Regions from separate parts of the Danio rerio genome. Here region 2 is linked to region 1. Evidence: chromatin contacts called from public HiCAR-type data. All regions are on one chromosome and are shown on one strand. The core of a region is the stretch at or near the end of the contact, and the rest is flanking DNA. Distances in the headings are between cores, read along the strand shown. Region 1 overlaps yap1 (Yes1 associated transcriptional regulator). Region 2 overlaps cep126 (centrosomal protein 126).

Evidence for each region. HiCAR-type assays count read pairs that join an accessible place to other places.
Region 2: a HiCAR-type map of caudal fin shows a contact between it and region 1, with 6 times the contacts expected there. The contact joins two enhancer-like sites. A contact is called at or near these places in 4 of 18 Hi-C or Micro-C datasets (caudal fin, embryo and an unstated tissue) and 1 of 4 datasets of contacts at active chromatin or transcription factors (caudal fin).

The regions. Positions count from the first base shown.
Region 1 is chr18:40,211,609-40,218,040 of GRCz12tu, reverse strand. yap1 (Yes1 associated transcriptional regulator) reads left to right here. Exons shown (of 8, transcript NM_001139480.1): 7 at 6,187-6,299. Among named protein-coding and RNA genes, the nearest start is that of tmem123, 19 kb to the right of the region's middle. Within about 2 kb of position 2,495, at least 41 of the 62 cell types and tissues checked have an H3K27ac peak or open chromatin away from gene starts, as enhancers often do. A contact at or near this core is called in caudal fin, where this site is marked.
Region 2 is chr18:40,313,398-40,319,829 of GRCz12tu, reverse strand. cep126 (centrosomal protein 126) reads left to right here. Exons shown (of 15, transcript XR_012394082.1): 8 at 3,347-5,306. Among named protein-coding and RNA genes, the nearest start is that of cep126, 23 kb to the left of the region's middle. Within about 2 kb of position 3,824, at least 11 of the 62 cell types and tissues checked have an H3K27ac peak or open chromatin away from gene starts, as enhancers often do. A contact at or near this core is called in caudal fin, where this site is marked.

The sequences.
Region 1 (6,432 bases), core at 1,246-3,745:
TGGTGCAGTGTAAATGCAGACAACACAAGTCACTTTTAAGAGATTATGTAAGCGGGTTGTCAAACATATCGGATGCAGTCACAAAATCGGAATTGACCATCAAGATCTGCAGTGTAAATGCTGCCTTGGTTCACCACAAAATGAAAATGTTGTCATTGGTTACCATGATGATTTCTTCTTGTCATATTTGTTTTTTCCCCACTCTAAACCAAATGTCAAATTCCTTGACTTTTCCCTCACTTTCACTTGACTAAAAAGATAAATTTATATGACTTGTAATGGACAGAAAAACAAGAAGCAAAAAAAGAAGGAAAAAAAAAAAAAATATATATATATATACACACACACACACACACACACACACACACACACACACACACACACAAAGGAATCACTGACTATTGTTCCAAATACTTACCTTTGCTCAACTTGTAGAACTTAAAGATATGGCATATTTCTTTTCCTTTATTTATAGTTTTTTCATCCAAAACTCTTGACTCTTTATAAAAATTAAGAGATTTAATCCAATTCTACTGATGAATCACATTTAAAATGATGAATAGATATATATTGGGCTTTTATTCACATATATTAACTTTGAACAGCAAACAGAAACTAAACATTCCACGTCAACCAAACATTACTGATTAGCATTTATATTTGAATAAATTAAATCTGTTCATGATTTAAGCCAGTCATGTCTCCTCAGACAGATTCATACAGGTTTTTTAACCTCTTTAAGAACATTTTAAAGAGCTCTGCATGTGCAGATTTTCAAGAAATCTCTCAGATTTGAATTTTAAAAAAAAGAAAAGAAAAAAACTTCACTTGTGCTGAATGAACAAAATTTGTAACTCTTTAAAAAAGACAGGATGGTCTTTTCATGCAACACCCAGGGGCAGATTTAATAGTAAGCCACTTAAGGCTCGCCATGGCTGATGTCGACTTGCACTCTTTAAAAAATGTAACTACACGTCGCAACAACACATAGAACAAGCTCTGTGATTGGTCTTCTTGGGTAGCTGTGACGAGTGTGGGCGGTGCTGAGAGCCGATGGAATGAGTGTTTACAAGTGTCGAGTATCGTGAAAAGGAGCTCCAGATGAAAACTTTTATTTTGTTTATCTTATGATTAAAGCACATCCATCGGTTCCCGCCTTTGAATGAGCAAGTTTGACGTCCAAACACCAGTAAAGAAACTGGACATAGAGGAACTTAAAAACCTACTGCCAGCTAGCGTTTCTGAAGTGCTAATGCAGAGCAACACAAACAGCATGCAGAAGTATAAATGCACAGCTATGGAGACAGTCCTCGCTGCAGCCCCCAGCTTGATGACGTAGTTAACCAGGTCTGCTACGTGGTTGACGATCGCCTACACCTCCCCCTACCCTAAACCCAACCATCATGGTAGCATGAGCGTAAACTTAGGGCGGTACAAGGTCCGTTACATAGTTGACGATCGTCTATGACAGGGGTCACCAATCTCGGTCCTGGAGGGCTGATGTCCCTGCAGGGTTTAGCTCCAACTTGCTTCAACACACTTGCCTGGATGTTTCAAGTGTACCTAGTAAGACCTTGATTAGCTTGTTCAGGTGTGTTTGATTAGGGTTGGAGCTAAAATCTGCAGGACACTCACCCTCCAGGAACAAGTTTGGTGACCACTGGTCTACGATATCAAGCTGCGGGCTGCAGCGAGGACATCTTGCAACTACGCGCAAGGTATGTGCCGGTTCACTCGAGATAGAAGTATAAACCAGCCTTAAGGGCCCCAGGAAATTTGACGGCCCCCAATAAATACCTAGATGTTTTTATAAACTATATGAAATAGCATTTTGAGACATATTTTATTCTGTGAGTGTCTAACAAATACAGATTCACCCTGATTATCACATCTCTGCAAATGTGTCCCCCCACTCCCAATCATGGATCAGTCTAGCAGTCAAATCAGGTGAAGATTTAGTTATAAAAATCAAATCCAAAAGTCTATTCAATAATTTTAGCTAGGAATTCAATTTAAGCAAATAAATCTTAAAAAAATTTATAATTGCATTAAAATGGAGAAAAAAGACGGAGTGGTGTAAGAAAAAGGCAGCTAAATAAATAAATACAAATCCAATGGGTGCATATTACTGCAGGAATTGCTTAGGGCCCACAAATCACTAAATCCCCCCCTGGCAACACCATAAATCACACATATTACTATTGTTTTTTTATTAACCCATTTTTTTCTTTCTTCCTAGATCAGCATTTTTGTTCATTTTACCCTCTCATTATTTTTTAGTCCTACATACTACCTGTCATATGTGTTTGTGGTGTTTTGTCATGTAAATAATAATAATCACAAAAAAAGGAAATATGCGAGGGTGAGAAAATGAATGAATTTTAGTGCTTTTTCAGAGAATTGCGCCCTCCAGTGGCAGTCCAGCACATGAATCCATCCTCATAAGCTCTCATGTAAAAGATGTAAAAAGGCGGCCTGTGTGGTTTCGGTCTCATACACGGCCGTCCCCTTCACCCCCACCACTCACACTGCACTCACAAAGAGCTCATTCATCCAGCAACTCTCATGCACTCCAGCCACATTTCATTCTCTTCATTAGAGAAACTTGCTGTATTTTCCTTCACTGTAGCATGTCCTCTGGCCCCTTTATTTGAGCCCTCATTGCTAAACGGCCTGTCTGCTATTTATAGAGCGCTTTTTTTCAGACCACCAGCAAAACAACACCTTTTACAATGACTCTCAAAAGCAGTTCAACACAGGCCACAGGGAGGAGGAGGACATGCACAAACTCTTACAGCAATTAGTAGCAGAATAAGCAGTCATTATTATTAGCTATTATTGCAAATAAATGTAGAGATGTCAAGAGGAAGTTTCTTGCAACACTTTGTAAATGATTATTGTCTTGTGAAGGTGTATAATAATCACTATAATTGGTATAGCTCAGTACTAGCACAATTATTAGTATATTAAAAGGACATTTTCTGCAAAGTCACAGCTCTGCACGTTCTCATTCTTTGAAATGACTTCATAAAATTGTGATTTTTCTATAGACCTTTTTTTGGAACCCAAAATTAGCCATTATGCTTTGCGTGTATGCGCAAGGAGAATGCTAAGAACTTCCGGTCGGCAGCTGATGCGGATAAACAGTCACATTTGGACAGCTTTGTAACAATAGTTTTAATTTATTTACCTGTTTTATCATCTTTGAACTAATACTGTTGTCGATCAGCGCCACCTCCTGGACTGATCATTTAAAAAAATGTCTAATGGAGGGAAAACAACTGCTGTGAGGGCAGTGAGGCATTTTCTTCACATTGTCAGACGGCATCTTCTACTGTTTAAATGAAGCCTCGTCATCACTAAAGTCACCTGTACTGTCCCACTGACACACTGATTTAATAACTGTGAAAAAGTGAAAATAAAGCGACACTTTGAAATGACAGAAAAACACAAATCTGAAAATACAACACACTAAATGAAAGGTAAACTGCTCCTGATTAGAATGAACAGCAAATCAGCCAGCTGAGTATCAGTAACAGACTTTTATTGGTCATTTTTGTAAACTGCATGACTTGCATACCTGTTAAGTTTAATGGCAGTAATCTGGTTTGCTCTATGATGCAGTGAAATATTGAAGAGCCGCTGAGCTAACAGCTGACAGGCCGGGGAAACACACAGCCACTGTATTTCTCACAGCAGAGATGTGAACTAGGAGAACGTTTTTCTCTCGTGCTTGAACCACGAATGACAGATTATAACGGCTTTAATACACACCTTTCACAAAAACACACACGTAATCCACTCAAACGCTATTGATATCCATTTTTGGAGTGCAAATTACCAGTTGTAAACGCTGTAACCGGAAGTTCTAAACATTCGACCGGAAGACGCTGGTCGGTATAACGCTTTCTATGCAGCAGCCAAGAAAAAGGTCTAACATTATTGGGATAAATCCACCTTTATACAAAAGATGCCATGTTCTTTTTGGTAACCTTTTCCCTCAGCCATCGGAGATTCAATTGTAGTATATAATTATAGTCTTGGCTTGTTTGGGTTTGGATTTAATCAAGTGTGTGTTGATCTGCAGTATATTTAACATTTCTGATCCTTGATTTTGATTTGATCGGTGTTGCCAGATATAGCTGACTTTCCAGCTCAAAAGATGTCCAAAACCTGCCCCCACACCCAAATCTTGCCTTAAATACTAGAATATTAAGCAATTCCAGCGTTATTGATGTGACATTTGCAGTAAAAACTCGAAACATAAATTCACAGAGAAAGTATAACAGTATATTGAAACATCTGTTTATATTTTTTTAAAGCAACTAAAGCACAGAGTTACAGGATCAGAACAATATCAATCCGTAAACATATTTTATATTTTAAATGAGGAAAATAAACATGCGTTATGGATGTGACCAAAAAGGTCTGCAAGTTTACAGTGCACAACATGCTTTGTAGAAATTCAGTGAATTAAACTGCACAACCCCAAAAAAATTAATGCCAACTAAAAGGGTAAGAGTTGACTCACTATAGAATAAACATGATTGATTTGATTTGATGTTTTTGCATTTATAAGAGAAAATCTTGGTTATGGATGGGACACTTTTTCGTTATGGAAGTGACAGATGTGAAATTGCCACTTGTGTGACTTTAGTAAATCAGATATAATAGTTTGAAAACACTGACAAATACTTTTTGAGCATTTGTGCAGTACTTTAAAATACAAGCCTACACACACACAAAAAAGGGGGTTTTGCTATTTTTTTCATGGCAAGGTTGACATTGCATGGAATTGCTTTATTTTATTTAAATTTATTTACATGAAATAAATTATATTATTAATTAATAAACCGAGTTACTGTAACTGTCATAATTTTTTTTACCAACCAGCAGTCAAAGAACCACAACATAACCGGATCACATCAAAACACACGCTGCACTTATTGCTATGTAGATTACACTACCTAGAGTTTCACTTTCAAAATGGGGTAAAAAATCGTCCCATTTGGTGTTTTAAATTCTTTTGAATAGAATTAGGTGCTGCTTGTTAATTAGACAGTACTTCTATGTTTGTTCTTGCTGTCAATTGTGGAAAAAAAAGATAGATAAGTGTAATGATGAACTGCTGTGAGTTTAACTGCGAAGGGGAGTCAGATTTGTCCTGGGTGTCAGATTTTGATACAACTTTCCTTCACCTCCTGTTGCGGGTGAGCCCAAGGGGTTTGCACTATGCATTGGTCACTAGAAACTGAATGGAGTAGGAGCACGCAGTTATGTTTTGTTAAATAAGTTGCATATAAAATTTACGCTTTAAAACCGCCCACATTTTGTCAACCCGGCTATGCCATTTTTTTACAGACACATGCCCATTCTGGCAACACTGGAAGTGTACAATATACTTTTACAAAATAAAAGTGCTATTAAAAAAAAAAATCTGTAAAAATATAGAAAGCAAATTTTTATCATACTGTTTTGACATTTTTTTTCACAGTAGTTATATGAAACCTCAGAGCATTACTTGCTGTATATTTAATGTTTTAGAAGGTAATGTCCTGATTTAGTTCACCATGAACATTCTGTTAATAATTACTCACCCTCATGTAGTTCCAAAGACCTTCATTTTTCTTTGGAACCCAAATGTGAAGACATTTTAGATGAAATCTCACATCCTCCTTAAACAGCAGTCCAGAAAAGCAAACAAAATCATTGCAAAAAATATTCATATGACTTCAGTGGTTCAAAAATAACCATATAAAGCTCTGAGTACACTTTTATTTGCCAAAAAACTGTAAAAACAAGTTTTTGTCTGTTTTCCATGTCAGGCCGCGCTTACTTCCGGCAGTACAACGATTATGTGTTTTGCTGCTTTACAATGTATAGCTGGTAGTAAACATACAACCTGGCGCCCTGATGAGAAGATATAGAGGGAAAAAATGTTAATCGAGCTATACCTGTCTGTGGAGGATGAGGGAGCTCTCTGGTTTGATCAGAAGTTTTATCATTTGTTTACCGAATAATATGAACAAATGCCTCAAGGGATTAGAGTGATATGAGGGTGAGAAATTGATCACATAACTTTTAACTTTGGGTGAACTGTTCTTTAAGTTTGATGCCTCATCTTTGATCCGTACACATAACTGATATTTAAACACTTAAAGTTATTAATGGTGTTGTTCTGTGCAGCGGGACATATCACTCTAGAGACGAGAGCACAGACAGTGGCCTGAGCATGAGCAGTTACAGCGTCCCTCGCACTCCAGACGACTTCCTCAACAGTGTGGATGAGATGGAGACAGGTACAGTACTGGACTACTTATAATGAAAATGCATAACAATTTATATCCTCTGATAGAAAATCAATTGGGCCTAAAATTAAATGCTAAATGCTACGCTGTTAAACCAAATGTATTGTGATGTCACAGTTGAAAT
Region 2 (6,432 bases), core at 2,575-5,074, 100 kb before region 1:
GGGAAAGTTCATTCTTTATCTTTGGCAGATGGTCTGTTTAATTGTTTTCTCGCTAGTGAAGCTTTCAGTTTTTCCTCTATCAAAGTCACCATGTAAATAACAAATGCGCCATGGTGTGATGCAACTGACTCTTAAAGGGAATGGGAGATGAGACTCTGATTGGTTTAATGCACGGTATGCTCAAAACACACATATAACTCAATAAGTGAATAAGCACAACCCTGTTAGACCATGCGCCGGGGCACAGATTGTATTTTTACGTCCTTAAAATAGCAAAAGTGGATTCGGACACACCCTTAATGCTTTTGCGCCATGAACTTTAGACTTTGCACCTAGATCAGTAAAATAGAGCCCTACGGGTAAGTGAAATGGTAAATACTGTAAGAACTTTCATGATGCTGCGTTTGCTGTGATACGAATTACAAAAGTGCTTGATTTAAATTAATAGTACTTTAACAATAAAGTTCTTGTGTTCATGAAAGAACCCTGAAGTAATATCCATATTGCAGAAATTAACAGTTCCGGAATGATACAGCCAACCAGGTGTTTAGTGCTCAAGATGAATAAAACATTATTAAAGGGATGATTACATTCTGTGATCATGAATACAATATAAGGAATATTTCTAATTTTTATAGGTGATTTATAGTCTAATTGTGATCAGCTTCCTGGTGCAAGTGATTCACTGGGCCGTGATTGTGTATGATGAAAGAAGCCTTTTTTACAAATTTGCTTAAGGAGTTTGTGTAGGTTTTAAGATTCAAATCCAACTGTTGGGGGAGGGGGTGAAAAAGACATTGTAATTTTAGCCCAAGGCTCCTCCTGCCACAACACGCTGCTGCATCTTCTGAACAAACTGAGGTGTTTAAAGAGATGAGATCACACAAACGCATATTAAAAACACAGATACACATTCCGCGATCTTTACCTCAAACAAACATTCTTTCACTCTCACACACTTAGTTTATGTCCTCTTCCAGCTGGAATGTTACCTGCTCTGGCTTGTAGCCAACACATAATTTAATACAGTGAACTGTGAACAGAGCAGGATGCACAGAGTAATAACCCTATTTATAGGATAGATCTTTGGCTCAGGTCTTCTTGGAAATGTGTTCTATCCTGTGCACAAATGTCGTCAGACTTTTGAAATACCCTTCGATGCCCGTGACCATTGTGCACTGGCTGTCATTGGTTTTCCTTCTGGAAATTCGGTTAGCTATTATATTTTGTATTATATATTGCTGAGGCTTTCTGGTGCAGATGCAAAATTATAAATCCTTAAAACTTCGTTCCTCCTGCATAAATGTAGATTTGTCCTTGCTGTATGTAAAATGTAGAAAAATATAATATATTAGCTTTTATTCCAGTTTTCTATTTTATTTTATTTTGTCATATTTTGTATATTTGAGGTTTTAAAAAAAAATTTCAAGCAATTTAATTGATAAATTTACAAATAATTTATATTTCAAATAAATTCTGATTATTTTTGTCGATTAACTGTCTTTTCATTTGTTAATTCTGAAAAAAAAATAGTTTCCACAAAAATAATAAGCTTTAAACACAGTTATAAAAATAATAGCTTAATCAGCCCCAATCTGTATAGAAATCTGATATATGGCAATATATGCAAATTACATATAATATACAAATTTTTGTTTGGATTTCACATTCAAAATACACTACCGGTCAAAAGTTTGGGGTCAGTATCACTCTAAAATTAATTATTATGATTATTTATTCATTCATTCATTTATTTTCGGCTTAGTCCCTTTATTTATCTGGGGTAGCCACAGCAGAGTGAATCACCAACTTATCCAGCCCTATTTATAGGATAGGGTGCTACCTTCTGCGCCCCCGTGATGCCCATTATTATGAGTTATTTTTATCATTATTAATATTGTTATTATTAATGGTAATAGTAATAAAAACAATAATGACTGGAGTTTCATTTGAAACTATATTTGAAATTATGTACAATAAGAAAGCAGTTATTTAAACTTTTAATAAATATTTAACAATTCAACATTTTTTACATTTAATAAATGCTCCCTCGATGAACATAATAATAATTGAAAAAAATGACCCCATACTTTTCACTGGTAGTGTATATTTCAAAATATTGAGAAAAAAAGAGATACTTTAAATATATATTTTTTTCAACCATTGAATTTACAAATATGTTCATGAATGATCAAATGTATTAGCTTTACTTCATATATACAGTTGAAGTCCGAATTTTTAACCCCCTGAATTATTACCCCCGTTTATCTTTTCCCCAATTTCTGTTTAACGAAAAGAAGATTTTTTCAACACATTTCTAAACATAATACTTTTAACAACTCATCTCTAAAAACTGAATTATTTTATCTTTGTCAAGATGACAGTAATTAATATTTAACTAGATATTTTTCAAGACACTTCTGTATAGCTTAAAGTGACATTTAAAGGCTTATTTATTCAATAACTTGGTTAATTAGGCAAGTTATTGTATAATGATGGTTTGTTCTGTAAACTATCGAAAAAGCTTAAAGGGGATAATAATTTTGACCATTAAATATCAAATGTGTAAAATGTTTTTTTTTATTAAACACTGCTTTTATTCTAGCTGAAATAAAACAAATAAGACTTTCTCTAGAAGAAAAAATATTATCAGACTTACTGTGAAAATTTCTTTGCTCTGTTAAACATAATTTGGGAAATATAAAAAAAATTTAAAGAGAGGGGTAATAATTTTGATTTCAACTCTGTGTGTGTGTGTGTGTGTGTGTGTGTGTGTGTGTGTGTGTGTGTGTGTGTGTGTGTGTGTGTGTGTGTGTGTGTGTGTGTGTGTGTGTGTGTGTGTGTGTGTTTGTGTGTGTGTGTGTGTGTGTGTGTGTGTGTGTGTGTGTGTGTGTGTGTGTGTGTGTGTGTGTATATATATATATATATATATATATGGGAAAACAACGTGTCAAATGAGAATTGAGACATGGGATTTCAATAAGAATGGATGAGAATGGATTTAAATTTTTAAATCTATTAAAATAAGAACATATTTTACTTTATACAATTTTATTGTTTTAGCGTATATCTAGTTAAACAGATGCACCCTTGGTAAGCATAAAACATATCTATCATATACATTAAAAGTCTTATCGACCCCATTGATCTGTCTTTCTATTCATTGTAAAAAGTTGTTGCTGGAACTGACATTATTTCCCTTACAGTTAAAGATTAACTGACTATGTGTTATTTTCTATCCCTCTGCAGCTTGAATGCAACATGATCTCTAAAAAGCACTCAGTCTGTCAATATCAGTGCATAAGTGCTCTAATGTTTTTTTTTTTTTTTTCGTATTGATTTTCAGGAGTATCTTGATACCCCATGTAGTGAGACAGAGAGTCTGTCTAGTCTGGACAGCTTAGAGAACGGAGACCCTCAGAAGAGCCATGACACTCTACCGGTTTGTAGCTCACAGCAAAGCACCACCTGTGCCCAGTCTTTCTACAATCCATTGGATAACCCTAAGCTTCAAGAATCCAACTGTCTTCCATCACCATTGAGACCATCTCACCCTGCCTCTTCCATAGCTAAGAGTTTCCTGGAGGAGATTTTAAACAAGGAAAGTGATCTCGCTGTTAACTCACATTCACTAAGGTATTATGAGTCAGCAGAGAAAAGCCGGAATCTCCAAAATCTCACGCAACACAGATTTGACAACTTGAAGGACCAATCACAGGCTTTCGACGCCCATGGTTGCCAAAAAGAATTGACTCAGCAGGACTTAGTGGCTAATTCAGAACATATGACTCACGATAATGACAGGAACGCTCAAGGGAACATTTTGAAAGACAAAGGAACTGCGGTTGCCCACTGCAAAACACAAGCCTTGCCAGATACCACACCCCTGGAATTCTCAAGTCTGACTAAAGACTTAAAGTCAGAATCCCAACAGCAGACAAGAGCCCTTGAGGAAAAGTATGCTAAACATTCATCAGTAATGCAGACCAGTCTTCCAACGGGCAGATGCAAACACAGCAACAGTCCAATTGAAGCCTTTTCAAGCTCAAATGCCCGTCTTAGCATAACATATCAGACTGACCTGAGTTCCCCAAACTTACAACAAACAGAAGCAGTGAGTTCTTTACAGTTGCAAAAACACAAACCATATGTAGATGAAGCCCCCAGGCTCAAAGCAGAATCCAAACCACTGTGCATAGAGGAAGCTATAGGCATAGATCCTAAAAATGAAACGGATGTCACCAAATTGGCAAAAGCCGGAATGTTGAAGTCTTCCACAGGCACAGAGGAACCTAACAGAACACCTGCAGACCCCGTGACCCATTGTGCGCCAAACAACGTCAGATTCTTGAAAGGAATTCTTAAAAACCATTTAAAATCCAAATCCGCAAACGTCAAATTCACGTACACCCCTAGCCATTTGCTTTTCACCAAGGAAGTGGCCATTTTAATCCGGGACAGCGTAGAGCTGGCAAGGGCAAAACTCAATGAGCCTGAGAAAAAACGAAATATTAAGAAGAAACTGCGTTGGTTTGATGAAGTACATAGAGTTGAGGGGGAGGAACGAGTGTTTGGCGACCCCAACAGACATGCTAACCTGCCTCAACAAACCCATAAACAGCTTTCTGCAGATCACTCGGACCATGTGAATTTACTCACAGGGGTATCAAAGAACATCTCCAGTAAGACCTCTGCTGTCCCTGCTGGGCCCCAATCCACTAGACATGCCTGGGCAGATGTAGGGCCCCAAGAAAGCCGTGCACAGGAGCATATCAAGGAGCCCACCTCTCAAAAAAGATCCCTCTGCATTGGGGGCCCAAGGACTCCCCGGAGAGTGCGCTCAGCCAGAGTCTCCTCGTGTCCCGTTACCTCCCGGGCCAGGAAGGGCACTATCATCAGGCCCCAATCTGCCAGAGAAGCACAACATGTGGCCAAGACCCAAGGGAAAAGCTTGGTACCTCGCCCCCCTCCAAAACCTGAAGTGGCGGAGGTTGACCTAGCTGAGTGTCCCGTGTACATTTCCAAGGCCGATGAAGGTGTACAGACAATGTACAAAGATGCTCCAGATCTCCAGAATGTAGTTTCTCCGCCTGTCCTCAGAACAGATGGTATCTGTGCTCCAGCGCCACTTTGCTATACCTACAGCCACGAGGCGGGCGTCTGTTCTCTCTCCCCTCCAGATGCCCTTGCAGACAGTGGCAGGCGCAGGTGTGGAGAGAATGGGATCTGTTTGGACCGGACTCCAACAGATGAAGAGATTGCACTTCTTTGGCATGGAGTTCGAAGTGCTCTCGCCAGCAAAGACGGTAAAGATGAATCCCAAACTCTGCATTTTTCTACTTACACCAAGTTGAGCAACCTTTTAAACAGTTGAAACAGTCAGTTAATAGCATAAAAGGAAATTACAAACAATAGAATAAATAAAATAGAAAAAGATGCAAATAAATTAAACAAAAATACATAATAGCTAATATGTTTTTATCTATATTTAACTTGCCATGAAATGGCCTATGTTGCTTATGTGGCAATAAATAATAAAAATAATAGCTTTAAAGAAATTGAATCAAGCAATCTAATCTTATTTAATTTTTTTCTTCACTGTATGAATTAAAAATACACTGAATCCTCTTAGTAAAGTTACTATAATTGTTTAGCAAAGAAAAGTGAATCAATCTTTCATTTTCTTGTGATACTTTCTAGGCATGGCTTGTAAGATTCTAACCGTATGATAACCTTGGATAAAAATATCACTGTATTGTGATTACTGCTCTAAAATATATTCTTTTTAAATGTCTGGGTAAAAAACAAGAACTTTTTACTACTTTGAACACAACGACTGCGTCCGAAATGGCATACTTATATTCTATATAGTGCGCTAAAAACAGTATGAAAGCTGAGTTATATGTCCGAATTCAAAGAAATCGAAAAACAGGATGCGAGAAGTACCAGATGACCTACTACTTCCGACGGGATTTGAAGTGCGCATCTGATGGACGCTACACTATCTCATGATGCACCACGAGAGAAATCATGAATGGGAGTGAAGCTGGTGTTTCCCGTGAACATGATAAAACGGCGGATGTAGTACAACCGAGCTTCATTCATACCACTCAAATTCATAACGTACTTTTCTATTTGTTGAGTTGTAAATAACAATTCAAATGCAGTACAAGAATGCAGATTTTGAATGTAGCCAATATTTTTTTTTTTTATTTCGCAGTATTGTGATTACCACTCTAAAATATATTCTTTTTATATGTCTGTGTAAAAAACAAAAACTTTTTTCCCCTTTGAACACAATACATTTTAATTTGAGAAAGTTTTAAATATTGTGGAACAGTAACATGTCAGGCTAAATAATTTAAATGAATCATTGACTTCTGTTGTCTTTGTTAGTTGCAAAAACTGATTTTTTTTACAATTTAAAATGGC